2 separate regions of the Sus scrofa genome follow, and region 2 is linked to region 1. The links are chromatin contacts, called in public HiChIP or PLAC-seq maps. All regions are on one chromosome and are shown on one strand. Each heading gives the region's core, a stretch centred on a gene start, on an enhancer-like site or on the middle of the called end of the contact. The rest is flanking DNA. Distances are from core to core; before and after follow the strand shown.

The links. HiChIP or PLAC-seq counts read pairs in DNA pulled down with a chosen protein or histone mark.
Region 2: a contact with region 1 is called in an H3K27ac HiChIP or PLAC-seq map of skeletal muscle. The contact joins the promoter of TTC24 here to the promoter of MEF2D in region 1. A contact is called at or near these places in 6 of 47 Hi-C or Micro-C datasets (alveolar macrophages, embryonic fibroblasts, fetal liver and 3 more) and 2 of 2 datasets of contacts at active chromatin or transcription factors (alveolar macrophages and skeletal muscle).

What each region holds. Positions count from the first base shown.
Region 1 is chr4:93,578,982-93,586,404 of Sscrofa11.1, reverse strand. It overlaps MEF2D (myocyte-specific enhancer factor 2D), which reads right to left and starts at 4,842. Exons shown (of 12, transcript XM_021089672.1): 1 at 4,489-4,842.
Region 2 is chr4:93,508,926-93,516,348 of Sscrofa11.1, reverse strand. It overlaps TTC24 (tetratricopeptide repeat protein 24), which reads left to right and starts at 4,310. Exons shown (of 10, transcript XM_013996959.2): 1 at 4,310-5,562. IQGAP3 (ras GTPase-activating-like protein IQGAP3) reads right to left here. Exons shown (of 38, transcript XM_021089671.1): 2 at 1-5.

The DNA.
Region 1 (7,423 bases), core at 3,593-6,092:
AAATGAGTAAATATGGTCCCGCCTGGGTGAGGCCAGCCACAGGCCAGAGCTCCAGAGAAGGCCCTCCCCTCCCAGCCCACAGAAGAGAGGAGAGAGATCAGACAGTAGGCACAACCGCCACCCCCTAACCCCAGGTCATCAGGGTCCTGTGCAGTCAGCGAACGAGCCTCCTGTTTCCACGCCCAGCAGGACCAGCCAGAAGCATGGCTAGGCTCCCAGGAAAGGGAGACTGTAGCCACAGCCGCAGAAGAAAGAAACATCAGATGCAAAGGGCCCTGGTGATTACCAGGGCAGGGGTCTGCCCCAAAATGCTTGAGGGTTCAGACACAAGCCTGATACCTCAGCAAGGCCTTGCTCCTCAGGGTGAGTGGGGAGGGCAACAGAGACCGGTGACAAACCACCAAAACATCCAGGTGCTCTGCTCACCACAAGGCTGGGTGAAACCCCTGTACATATGGAAAGAGGACTTCCCCAAGGACACACAGTGTGAGTGGCCAAAACAGGCTGAGCCAAGGCCACAGAGAGGACTAAATGGTGGCAGGGATGGAGTGGAGTGCTGCTAGGGGCAGTGACGAAAGTCAGCCAGGGTCCCCCAACTCACACGCTATGCTCTAGGTCTAACCTCAGCACCTCTTACTCCAGTCAACGCTCCTCTCCTCAGAGTTGTGCATGCTTCTGTCCTCTCACCTTCAGGCCCCTCACCCCGGGCCCAGTCTCCAATCTTTAATCATCTCTTTGTCTTTCACTACCCCCACCCCTACAGGGTGCAGCTGCTCTGTGGGTGTCTAAACACCCATGTGTATGCCCCGCACACCTCCGTGCATGTGCGCCACTAAATGCTAAGGACCTTCCAGGTGCATCTGAGCATGCCAGCCTGCATGGGGCCCCCACCCATCCCTCTGCCAGGGGAAAGGAACCCAAAGGCGAGCCAGCCTGCAGCTCCAGGACAAACTCTCCTCAGGATACTTTGAGTCCTAAGCAGTAGGGGGTGGGGGTGGGGGGGAAAAATAAATATTCTAGGAGCCAAACAGTACCATCCCCACTAGGCCAAAGTTCAAGGCCTTTCAGCAGAGCCACCAAGAGTCACTGGAGAAGAAAGTGCTTTGAGATCCCCATCTTTCCTAAGCCAAGTTAGAGCTCTTTCTCCCCGCCTCTACCGCCAATGAGAAGTTCTTCCTGAAGTTTAAGCTCCATTCTGCCTGCTGTAGTTGTGGACAGACGGAGGGACATCAATCACAAACAGAAACAGAACCACTAGCACCTAATACCTCCCCATGAGTAAGTCACCAAACTGGGACAGAAGGAAAGATGGTTCGCTGGACTCCGGCCCCATGATTGGCTCATAAAAGCTACCAGCGATTACAGTGATGCTGAGGCTATGCCGGCCCCACCACCATCTCCTCCTTCCCTGTAAAAGGAAGATAATTGCCTCAAACCAGGAGAGTCCCAGCCATGATCCCAAGGGATGGGGAGAACCCGCCACCACAGTGCCGCAAGACCCAGAACCTGACCCTTGATGATGGGGTCTAGTCCCTTGTCTGATCTCATACCCGCATAGAAAGCCCAGGCAAACACAGACTCAGACTTGTTCCCAAGAGGCTGAGGCCACTACTACCCATCCCCCACCAACTCCCCTTCTGCAGTAAGGCCACCATCCTGTGGACTAGAGGGGCAGAGAACCAGGAGGCGTGGTTCTAAATACAACTCAGGAAATGCTGGACCCACTCATTTGTCCCTGACTCCTCTTGCCCCTACAGAGTTACAGAAGTGGGTGGCAAAGAGCCCAATGTAGGGCCCACACATGCCGGGCCAGGCTAAGCACTGAGATTCTGGACCCCCAAACCAACCAGGGAGGACAGGGGCCAGAAGGAGAAGGATGAAGGATGAGCCGAGAAGCAGGCCTCTCTGGAGGCACAAGGCCCAGGGAATACCCACAGCAGAGAGCCCTTCCCAGGTTAGGATCTGGGAGGAGAGTGGGAGGGGCTAGGTCACAATCAATGAGGGCCTAACTCCAAGGCCTCCTCTTTCTTGTTCCCCTCAGGGGCTTCTTGCTACTGAACCTCCAGCCCCAACCTGGGGGTGGGGAAGGGTCTACCCTCCACCTTCTCCCCATCACACCTCCCAGGAAAGACCCAGGAAAAACTGGGAGGAAAAAAAAAAAAACAACACCTTCTGGAGAGATTATGTAACAGCAGCCAGAAAGACTATCATATCTCCAGGCCTCTGAGAAGAGCCAGGAGCCAAGAGGTGCAGAGCTGGGAAGCCCAGGGCCCTCCAGTCCAGGGACAGCAGGTATAGACTAGGGTGGATAATGGGCAGCCCTGACACCCTCCGAAGTCCTCCACTACTCTGTTCTGGGCATTGGGTATTATAACAGACAGAAGCTCTAGCCCAACCTCCCATGCCCATCCACCAACCCAAGGGTCCTGCCTCTCCCTTTGGACCAGGGCCTCCAAGGGGAAGGACTGTGTCTGCTTCTCTATGGTCTCTCGATGATGTTAAGCCTCGCCTGAAAGAGTGCTGTTGGACTAAAGCTCTGACACAGATTTACTGTGTCACCTCAGGTAAAAAACTCAACCTCTCTGGTCTCTAAAGGAGCATAAATGAAAGCTCTTCCTTTCCCCAGAGAAAACAGAGACCTTTCTCCTTACAAATGCACACGCACACACACACATATGTATACGCATATGTATACACACACACATACAAACGCAGACGGGCTGTGTTGGGGGAGGGGGTGGCAGGAGAGTTACAACAAAGAGCATATGACCACTGAGGCCCAAGGGTCCAAATCCCTGTGCTTGGGCAAGTGGGGAAAGAGCTACATATAAGCTCCAGCGATCCCCCCATAACCCCACATAAATGGGTCCTCAGCCACCCTCACACTGATCCCACCCCACCCCCATCTCCTGCCTAACACACTGGGAAACCACAGGAAGGAAATTCATTCCCAGGCAGGCCGTGGGAGCTGGGACAGCCAGGCTAAGTCCTGGGGCGGGTGTGACCCGGCGGCCACAGGCGGGTGGACATCTGTGAACACTGACATGTGCCTTTTCAATTCTCTCCTTGACTACGAAGACTTCCCTGTTGGGGATTTTGGGGAGAGTGGGAGGTGGACAGCTCCCTAATTTCAAAACACCCTATCTCCTGCTGGCCTGGGCTCCCCTGCTATCTGGAGGCCAGAGCAGCCCAAGGTCACCGCCCCAGACGGTAAACTTCCCAGAGTCCAGAATGGCCCCTGAATTGCCTAGGAGACCCACTGCGGGGATGGGGGAAGGGGCAAGGGAGGGCCACCCCCCAAAACCAAAGAAACCAGGCCTAGGAGGAGACCTCAAAGGGGCCTAGGCACTGAGAAGAGGGACAGAGGCTCCACCTAATGTACCCTCCCCCAACCCATCAACAATGGGCTGCTTAAGAGGAGGCAGGGAGAACCTCCTACTCAAAGGACAAACCTGGGATAACCTAGTCAGTGGCTCCAAGGGGGCCCACACTCAGGAGCCCTCCTTTCATTGGGGAGAGACCTCAGGAGGCCACTGAGAGATCAGCTAGAATCACTAGGGGAAGGGAGACCCCGTAAGAACAAACCTGACAGAAAAGGGGTTGGCAGGAGGGTAAGAGACTACATGCATCTTAGTCTCCTCGGCCCACCCTCCGAAAAGCCCCTCACTCCCTGGACCCCCACTCCCAACCCAGTTCGGACTGGAGAACTCTTGCCCAGATGTTTAACAGCTGCAAACTTCTGGCCGGGGGTTCTCCAGCTGGGGCCACAGACAAACCAGAGCAGGGGTCTCGGAGGCAGGCTAGGAGGTCCCAAGAAAGGGTCCTGCGTGCCCACCTCCGTGCTAACTCTGAGTGCCAACTCCACAGGCACAGGGCAAACCCGGGCCCGGGACACACACACACTCACACACCCCAACCCACCACCCCGGTGTCATCTGAACAACATCCCCCCTCCCTCCCCCGCTTCCCAAACAGCTGCGGCTCCCCCCGCCCCCACCCTCCCGCCGCCCTCTCAGGCCCCCTTCTGCACCATTTCGGGCCAAGGAGGAGGGAACAGGCGGCTCGAGGAGGGAGAGGGAGGGAGGGCCGGCTGTTAAAATGTCAGTCGCTCCCGGCTGTCACCGGAGACCCCCTCTGAGGATGGCGCCCCTTCCCAGACCGCTCGGAGGCCGCCTTAACCCCCGGACACCAACAGACCGGCGCGCCCCCAAGCCACCCGTCCCCACCCCGACCCCAACACCCAAGGGAATTACAGCCCACTCCACTTGTCCCCCACAGCCGACTCCCTCACCCAAACAGTCCCCCATGTAATCTTCCACCAACGCCACAAGAAAACACAGCCCGCTCCGCGAGTTCCTCCCAAACCCAAGAGGCCACCCCATCCCACCTCTCAGGGGGACGGTCTAGACCACCCTCCACCCCAACCCCAGGATGGGGTGGGGGAGGGGGCCTCTTAAAGCGGCAGGAGCATTATTTTTCTCTACTCACCGGCCCCGCTGGGGGAAGGGGGATGTCACGGCTGGGAGGGGGTAGCCCTCGCCCCTAGTCCTGGGGCTCTTCAGCACCTGGAAGCCGCAGCTCCGGGCGGGGGGAATAATAAATGAGGCCGGCGTCCGCGCGGGCCCTGGGCTGCGCCGGGGGGCCTGGGCCCCCGTCGTGGGCGCGAGGGCGGGCAGGCGGGCGGCCGGCAGGCGAGGGACTGGGGCCGAGCGCCCGAGCCGCCTCGGCTGTTGTTGATATTTTGCTTCCTTCCTCCTTTCGAGCTCCAAAGGTAACTCCTCCAGCCCCCGGGAGTCGAGGCCGACGTAGGCACAGCTCAGCCTAGCTTGAGGGGTGGGGGGAACGGGGGTGATGGACAGGCGGGGGGGCCAATGGGAGGAACCCGTGGGGGCGGAGGGGCGGGGCCGGAGCAGGGGCGGTCCCGGGGACGCGGCCCCGCCCCTCGCTTCCCTCGGGCCGGCCGGGCCGGGCCGGGTCGGCCCCCACCCCAGCGCCCTCCCAAGCTAGGCTGCGGCGCTGGGAGAGGCAGATCCCTCCGCCAGCCAGGAGGGAGGGAGGGAGGAAGCGAGGAAGCGACCGAGCGAGGCAAAGTAGGGAGGCGAGACCCAGAGGCCTCTAAGGGGATCGGCCCGCGCCCGTGGTGCCCCTTTCGAGCTGTCCGGACGGCCGCCTAGTACTGCTGCCACCATGCGCTCGAAGAGGTCCTTTCCGGGGAGGTTCCGCCGACTGGGCACATACTTCCCGCCCCCGCCCCCAAACACACTCACACACACTCGCGCACACACACTTACACACACGCTACCTCGACAGCTCCCCCCCAACCCCCAAGCCCCTAGAGAGTTGGGAGGTGGGAATCTAAGTAGATAAATTAAGGGTAGACACTAAGTGTTGAAAAGATTTTATCTCCTTCACTTAGTGTGAGCCGAAGCCTCACTTAAAGGGACCCGTTCTTTTCTGGGGGGTTACCTGGAGAGCTCGTTTGCTCCCTCTACCTGTGAGAGGCCCCCTCCCCTCCCAGGGCCCGGCTGGGCAGACGCCCAGCAATTTAAAGCGACAGCTCATAGTTCGTGGGTGACCTAATCCCCAGTGCCTGAGGCTCCAGAGCACTTACAGCCGAGGGGGGCAATTTAAAGGGGCGTGACCCTAATTTCCCCCAGCACAGGAAACGCCCAAAAGCATCTCATTAAAGAAACAGTAGTAGATGTTTAAAAAAATTTGTAATTCCTGGTTGCTCCAGGGTGTGGCGAATCTTCTGCCCTACCACAGGAGTGTGGGTGCCATGCCTACTGGACAAGCGACCTGTCAGACTTCCTCTCCAGCATCCCTGTTGCCCCAATGTCTGCTTTCTACCTGAAGCTTGAGGAAATGATGGAATTTGGCTTGGATCTTAAAGACCCTCGCAGAACAGAAGGGCACTCAGTTCACACACCTCGATTTCTACCTGGCTGGGTCTGATTTACTGGATCAAGGCTTAATGATCCAGGTTGAGTGCTGAAGAGGCTAATATATAAAGAGGTAGCATGTTTTGGAGTAGTCAAGCTACTTTAGTTCACATCCTTATTCCGCCATTTTTTAACCGGGAACACAGGCCCATTACTTAATTTCCCTGTACCTCATGATCCTCATAGGTAAAATAGCAGCGATGATAATAGTACCTAACTCATAAACTGGTGTGAAGATTAAATTGCTACGTACAAGTAGATCACTTTGAACAGTACCTCATGCTGCATTATAATAATTCAAGGGCTGGACTGTCAAGACCCCTTTAGGCCCATTATCCCATAAAAGCCTCAAAGGAGACAAGTTCAGTGGAATTGCTTTGCAAATAGGTTTGGAAGTTTATCTCATTAAGTCCTAAGACAGGAATCCAGCAGGCTCCTATTTTCTTGGTCTTGGTTTCCAACCCTTCTACATGGCTCCTCCTTCAGGAAACCTGATTTAAATAAGTGTCTGACTTTGTCCCCAAACATAGATTCTCGGTTCCCCATTAGATCTGGGAGATGGGGCCCAGCACCAGAAGATGTCAGTCTTTCCTACCAGGCAGGGCCCACTTGCCCAAAGGATCTCAGGGTAGGCAAGAGGAGCCCATATGTCCTGTCCCCAAGGACTATAAGAAGAATAGAGCCTTGTGCCAGGCCTGGGGCTGTGGCAATAGCAGGATGGGAAAGGGCCCCCCCCTCCCTTAAGTGGGGAACCTCCCCTCACTTGTGGCCTCTATTTTTAGTGCTTCCCCAGGCTCTAGCTGGAGAAACCGTTTAGTCATCAGGGTGTTTATTTTCCGGCTGTTTCCGACGTCGGGAAAGCAGAATGTTGAGACTGGAGAGATCCAGGGCTGCTGGAAAAGGCTTCTTAGGAATAGGCCTGGGAACTCAGCCTTCAGATCACTGGGTCCCAGATCATAGGAAAAAACCAAAGTGGGCAGGGGGCAGCTAAGCCCCCAGGAGACCAGGAGAGCTCAGTTCTCAGGCTGCCTCCAGTTTTGAGGCTTTCCAAGCCAGAGACCCTTCTGGCCCCAGCTATACTTGAAGGATTCTCTGCAAAAACATTAGCAGCCCCAGAACAAAATCTTTCCCAAGGTTCGTTCCCAGAAACCCCTTCCCCAACTCCTATAGATCTGCACTGTGAGCCTCCCGCCAACCACAGCTCCAGCCAATCTCAATCCTGAGGCAGGCTTGCCAGGGCTGTGATTGGCCAGCTGGTCCTCCCTACCTTGGAATGTTGGGTCCTTAACAAAGGAATGAGGAAGGAAGGTGAGTCACCTGGGAGGGTGTTAAAGGGCCAAGAAAAGAAGGATGGAGAAAGAAGACCTCAGTGGAGAGATGGAGCGGTGATGGTGGGGGTCCCTGAGATGTTGACATGATAATCTACTAGAAAACAGAGTAGGAGAGGCTGACATTAAAGTGGAATAGAATTTACACATATA
Region 2 (7,423 bases), core at 3,061-5,560, 70 kb after region 1:
TTCATCTGGGGAGTTAGAGAAGGGACCATTAGATAGAGGGCAGGAGCCCTGAAGCTTCTTACCAGACATTCTTAGGCAACTCTGCTCAGAGACCAGGGGCATCTCCCATGTGACTGCCCCCCCCCTTTCCAGGATACTCTGGCTCCAATCTTCTGCTCCTATCCAGTAAAGCTATCCTAGTTGGTGTCTTGTTAAAGGGTGGCCTCTCCATCCTTTAACAGAGGATCTTTTTTGTCTTTTTTTTTTGCTATTTCTTTGGGCCGCTCCTGCAGCATATGGAGGTTCCCAGGCTAGGGGTCGAATCGGAGCTGTAGCCTCCGGCCTACGCCAGAGCCACAGCAACGCGGGATCCGAGCTGCGTCTGCAACCTACACCACAGCTCACAGCAACGCTGGATCGTTAACCCACTGAGCAAGGGCAGGGACCGAACCCGCAACCTCATGGTTCCTAGTCGGTTTCGTTAACCACTGCGCCACGACGGGAACTCCTAATGGAGGAGCTTTCCTGTATTGGAGGCATTCCTTCCCAGTCCTCTCCAGCCTCTTCCTGACCTTCTCCTTCCCAAACCTACCTCATGGCCCTTCCCTCAGCACCTCCTAGCAGGGCTGTCCAGATCCGTCCTTGGCTGGGAACTTAGCTTCTCACTTTATCCCTAATTAGACTCTGAGTTCTTTAAGAACTGGACTTGTATCATCCTCCTCAGGTACTCCCCAGAGGCTAGATCAGTTAACAGAGCAAATTAGGACTCATCATTCCACAGCCCTTCATGCCTTCAATACTTCCTGTATGTCAGGCACTGCACCAGTGGACCCCTACTCTCCAGAAATACATATTGTTATTAGTAGAGAAAAACATGTAAGTAAAAAGCTTCAACCTAATATGATAAATGAGATTACAGCTCATGAATAGTCTATGGAAGCAGCAGGGGAAACAAAGGATTCTACCTATAAGCAGAATTTTTTTTTTTTTTTTTTTTTTAGTGCTGCACCTGCAGCATATGGAAGTTCCCAAGCTAGGGGTTGACTCAGAGCTGCAGCTATGGCTTATGCCACAGCCACAGCCAAACGGGATCTGAGCCATGTCTATAACCTATACTATAGCTCAGGGCCACGCCAGATCCTTAACCCACTGAGCAAGGCCAGAGATCAAATCCGTATCCTCATGGATACTAGTTGGGTTTGTAACATGCTGAGTCACAAGAGGAACTCCCAGGAGCAGAATCTTAAAGAACGAACAGGTGGAAAGAGAGAAAAGGCAGTTCAACAGAAAGAACCACATGAAAAAGGCCACTCACTTGCAGTAAAGTAGAAGGACAGAGAATTTTAAAAGATCACAAAGGTGTGTTTACTCTCCCTTTAGGTATAGATCAACTGAGGAGGAAAATAGTCTCCAAGCGAAGTAAAGTGCAGACAATACTCTGACTCCCAAACTCAAGAAAAGGAAATCCTTTAAATGAGACAGCACTAACATTCTGCCTTTGCCACAGCCTCCTTTTTTTTTTTTTTTCTTTTTTCTTTTTCTTCCAGCTTTTTGTCTTTTGGGGCCGCACCAGCAGCATATGGAGGTTCCCAGGCTAGGGGTCTAATCGGAGCTGTAGCCGCCAGCCTACACCGCAGCCACAGCAACGAGGAATCCAAGCCATGTCTGTGACCTACACCACAGGTCATGGCAACACCAGATCCTTAACCCACTGAGTGAGGCCAGGGATCAAACCCGAATCCTCATGGATGCTAGTAGGGTTTGTTAACCACTGAGCCATGACAGGAACATTTTTTTGGGGGGCCACAGCCTCCTTTTATCTTTTCCCTTCTCTTCTTCCCTATCTCTCTAGTCTCCTTAGGGAAGACAGTACAAAATCAGAAAAAATGAGAGAAAGCTACACATATACACCAAGAAAATAAAGTCAGAGAGCTTAAAAAGAGAGCTTAGTAAATCTGTCTTTGACTCAGCACTAAATGTCGTTCCCACTCATTATCTCTTTTGTATTACATATCCTGCAATATGATTTGGGAGAGGGGCAGGGCTTATTTGAAGTGGCAGTTAAGCAAATTAAAAGACACACACATACACACACCCTCCACGTTCAGATTTGAAAGCACTGGCCAATCGCAGGAAATCCATTGGTTCCTTTAAGGGGGTGTAAAGGAACAAGTGTTGGTTGCTAAGCATGGAAAATAAACCAGTAAGTGAGTGACATCATCTCAGAGTTATGAATTGAGCACTGTGAGAGATGGGCAGGACTTTACACACACACACACACACACACACACACACACACGCGCGCACAGAGTCTTAAAAAAAAAAAATCAGTTTTCCTGCCCTTTTCAGGTCTGGAACCAGCTTTCCTTCAACAGATAGGTGGACGTGGCCTTTGCTTTTTGTACCCTAACGGAGAGGACGGGAAAGGGGTAGAAGAAGAGCTCAATTTTGCTTTTCTTTCAGGTCAGATGATAACCTTTCTGCAGTCCCATTTTTCCGACCCCAATCTCTCTTTCTAAAGCAGTGCTTTTGAAAGCGTGGTACACAGACACACAGTTACCTGGGGTGATCGGAAAAGCGCAGCGGGGCTTGCTATAAATGCACATTATAGGTCCCAGTAGAGACCAACTGTTGCTAAAGCTCTGGGATAAGATTCAGGAATCTGCGTTTTAAATTAACTCCACAGGTAATTCTGACACCATAAAGCTTTGAGAGGCATTGTCTCAAAGAGGCATCAAAAAGTCAAGGAAGGCCCCTAGGTCTTGTTGGGCGACCCGTTCCTCGGTAGCACTTGGCAAGTTATGGAGCCCCAGAATCTGGGGATAAGGGGAAAAGCTCTTTGTAAGCTCTGAAGTGCGGCACAGAAGTGGGAGCATTTCGTAAACAGCTCACAGCTTTACCCCCGCCCGCACGAGTCCGCACTGAGCGCTCCCACCCCACCCAGCACAGTCCGGTCTTTCCTGGCCTGACGGCCCCCCTGCCCCGCCCCCGCCCCACCCTCTCCCAGGACCACCGAGTCCCCGAGGAGCAGCACCACTGCTGGGCCCTTCTCGGCCCCTTCTGGCACTCACAGACCGCCCGGCCCGGGCCCGCTCCTCTCCCCTCCATGTTCCTTCTTCCAGGTTTGAATCTCCCGCCGCCGGGCCACCGCCCCTCACCGTAGCCACAGGCGAACAGGACACTTCCGGTCTGCGCCGCCGGGGCTCCTGGGATTTGTAGTTCCAGGCTGCGGAGGTGTGCTGCCAGGTGAGGGAAAGGGTGCCGCCCGAGGCTGGGAGGGTCTCTCCCCATCCTGCCGTACTTTGGTTGCTGTTTCTCTTCGCTGCTAAACTGTCTTACTTCAATTAGCCCCTGCCCCTGCCTCTATCGTTTCCTCCTAATATTCCCATTAACCCCTCTCGGCTTCCTGTAGTATTCTTTGGTGCAGGTAACCTGAGGACCTACTTATTGCTATGCACTGAACTGGGTGTTGCCAATGGAGAGATAAATAAGCACAATCAATGCCTTAAAGAAGCTTGTGGTTCTGTAATGAGCGATAAACATATAGTCAAATAATTTAGAGGTCAGTGATACACAGAGGGAAATTATTGCCGTGATTAAGAGCAGTGAAAGACAGGAAGACTTCCTAGTGGAGGTGACAGCTGATCTGGGTTGAAAAGTTAACAAGAATTCATCCGATTGAAGGAGGGAGGGATCTTAGTCAGTGGAAACAGCATGGGCAAGAGCAAGGAGGAAACTGGGGCTTAGAAACGTCAAACAGCTAAAAATCGGTAGAGCTACAATTCAAACTCTCAGATAATCCAGTTCCAAGCTTGAGTTCTTAATCATAATATGCTGTACTTCCAAGGCCCCGGTCATGTGACTGCGGAGGAAAGGGTACAATGGAGAGAGGTTTCAGAGGTAGAATCAGTAGGACTGGGAGCTGGAGGACAGGGGGTTCATGGATATTTCTCAGGTCTCTAGCATAGAGACTGGATTAGTGGCTTATCAAGTAACAGTGGATACACAGGATGGGTAGATTTGAGGAAATAGGAATTTCACTTGGCAAGCTAAATCTAGAGATATACATTTAGAAACTATTGGCTCATTAGCGGTGTTAAAAATCAAGGAAAGAGTTATTGGTGGCTCAGTGGTAACAAACCTGACTAGTATCCATGAGGACTCGGGTTCGATCCCTGGCCTCGCTCAATGGGTGGGTTAAGGATCCGGCATTGCTGTGAGCTGTGGTGTAGCTTGCAGATGTGGCTCGGATCTGGCATTGCTGTGGCTGTGACGTAGGCCGGCAGCTGTAGCTCTGCTTGGACCCCTAGCCTGGGAACCTCCATATGCTGCGGGTGCAGCCCTAAAAACAAACAAACAAAAAAGGCACAGTGGGTTTTGGAAGCCAAGTGTGGAAAGAGTGGCAAAGATATGTAAGATACCAGCAGGGAATCAAACAAGGAAAGTGATTCAGAAATGATCACTAGATCATTGTGGCCATTAGAACCTCAGTGAAAGCAGATTCAGTCCCTGCCCCCTCTGCAAATGATCCTCACCCCTTAGGGGAGGCTGCTCAGTGAACAGCAGACTGAGCTGCATATTTGGCTCTGGCTATGCTGTGGTAGCATCCCAAAGGCCCAGCCCTTGGGCAAGAGCAGCAGGCAGCTAGGAGAACCTGCCTCGGGCATGGGCGCTGACTGTGGTGTGTGCACCATGTCTGCCAACAGCAGGCCCTTAGCAGAGGCTGCCCGGCAAATGCTGTGAGCCCAACTACTTCCTTATAATTTTATTTCTGGCCCTGGCCTCTCTACTTAAAAGAGCCCTTTCTCCTAGATAAATGAGGACATTTTTTTTTCTGATGCAGGCCACCCTTGGTGAGGTAGGGCAGTGGGTGCCTGTTCTCTTGGTGCCTGCTGTCCTCTCATTAAGCCGAACCTGGAGGCTGCAGATCAGTGGAGCTGGGAAAAGGAGTCCGGGGGCAGAGAGGCTCTTCTGATCTCCAGGCCTTTCCTGACCATCAACCTTTCACCCTGTTCCCACATGTGAAACTACCACCCAGAAGCACAATGTGTGTGTGTGGGGGGGGGGCGCAGGTTTCACTTCTGGAACACCCCAAGCCTCATTAAAGCTTGCAGTCATAGTTAATGGAAGGGACCTTAGGCTAGTTAGCCCAGAATCAGAAAACCTGGGCTCTAATCCCAGCTACGTGACTGTTTTTTGACCTCAGGCAAGTCACGTCTGCTCTCAGAGGTCCCTTCCTCTGTGAAATAAGAGAAAGGGATAGATGGTCTTTGAAGCTATAACTAGTAACAAGCCCTTGCTGCTTTGATTCTTGCTTGAAGTGAAGGACTTGAGGCCTGTGTCTGCACGGGTGGAGAGAGGGGAGGCGAGAAGGGCAATGGAATCCAGGTATCTGTGCCGGAGTAACAGCAGAGTTCAGCACTAAGATAGGCCATTTGAGCTGTCAATCAAAGAATTTCCTAGACATGGAGGGCGGTACCTGGTTGTCTGGTAACCCCAGCGGCTCTGAGCTAAGAGTTAAGGTAGGTAACTCTAGCCAGAGGGACCATTCCAGAAAGCCATCTACAGAGAGGATCTTAGGAGGTAAGGCGTCCTGTGGCTGGGGCCCCAAGATCTGGTGGGGGTAGTCAGGATTGCCCCAAGAACCAGGGCCTTGAAGAGGCAGCATTCCTGCATTCCTGCCTGGGTGTTTTTAGGAGCAGGGAGAGGGGAGAGTTTCTTTTTCTTTTTTTGCTTTTTAGGGCCAAACCCGAGGCATATGGAAGTTCCCAGGCTAGGGGTCCAATCAGAGCTACAGCTGCCGGTCACAGCCACAGCCACAGCAACTTGGGATCTGAGCCGTATCTGTGACCTACATCAGAGCTCACAGCAACGCCAGATCTTTAACCCACTGAGTGAGGCCACGGATCGAACCTACATCCTCATGGATACTAGTCAGATTTCTGCTACGCCACAATGGGAACTCCCAAGGGAGAGTTTCTTGAAAAAAAGAATGTATCACCCCTGCCTGCTTCTCCTTAAAAAAAATGTTGGGGAAGAGAAAAATGAGAGGGGCTGAGAGCCCAGTTCCTGGGTCTTTTCCACTCCTTTTCCTGTCTCTTGGGAGAAGGGTTCATGAAAAAGGCTTCTGCCTCTGTAAGGGAGAGATAGCAATGGGGAACCACATGCTGCTGAGGGAGAAATGTGTTTGGGTTTAAGAGGGCTCTGGAGACCAGAGCAGGAAGTCAGGGGACCAGAAAGAGCCAGCAGACAGAGAGCCAAGGCAGTAGGGGAGAAGGCTGCTCCCCTTGGGATAGGGAGTAGGCAGTCAATGGAGAAACAGAAGCCTTGCTCCTGGAAGTTGGCTCTTTGCCAATCCAATGGCCTATTTAGCTTGGTGCCCGGGGTGCCTTGTCTGGCTCCTGGCACAGCAGGGCTTGCTGAGTATTTGTCGAACTGACTTGAACCATACCTTGAGATTAGACAGCAGGAGAACCTAGGTTGTGAGTGGATGCGTGTGTGTGGAGACACAGGCTGAAGGAGAGGCTTTGTATGGGCTCTGTTCATTCATCCATTCATTCAGTCAGTCAAGAAACTTTTTTTTTTTTTTTGCTTTTTTCAGGCCATACCCAAGGCATATGGAGGTTCCCAGGCTAGGGGTCGAATCGGAGCCACAGCTGCCAGCCTCCACCACCGCCACAGCAACACCAGATCCAAGCCACATCTGCGACCTACACCACAGCTCACGGCAACACTGGATCCTTAACCCACTGAGCGAGGCCAGGGATCGAACCTGCGTCCTCATGTATCCTAGTCAGATTTGTATCAGCTGCACCACAACGGGAACTCCAAGAAACATTGGAGTGGTCAAATCTATACAGCCTACTGTTTACCATTTTAAACCATTTCTAAGCACACAGTTCAGCAGCGTTAAGTGTACTCACATTGCTGTGCAACCTTCACCACCACCCATCGCCGCAGCTTTGTCATCTCATTCAATAAACACATATTGAGAATCTACTATGTTCCAGACCCTTCAAGTTGCTCTAAATCTAGCAGGGGAGACAGACAAGAAAGTGAACAACTCCAACCCAGTGTGATAAATGCCATAAAAGACAGAGTGCTGTGGGAGCAGAGAAGAGAGTACCAGTTGGTTGAGGGGAGAAGGATTTCTTTTCTCTTTCTTTCTTTTCTTTTCTCTTCTCTTTCTTTCTTTTCTTTTCTTTTCTCTTTCTTTCTTTTCTTTTCTTTTCTTCCTTCCTTCCTTTCTTTTTTTTTGCTATTTAGGGCCACACCCACAGCATATGGGCCAGGCTAGAGGTCCAATCGGAGCTACAGCTGCCGGCCTACACCACAGCCACAGCAAAGCCAGATCCAAGCCACATCTGCACCCTACACCACAGCTCACAGCAACGCCAGATCCTTAACCCACTGAGCGAGGCCAGGGATCGAACCTACATCCTCA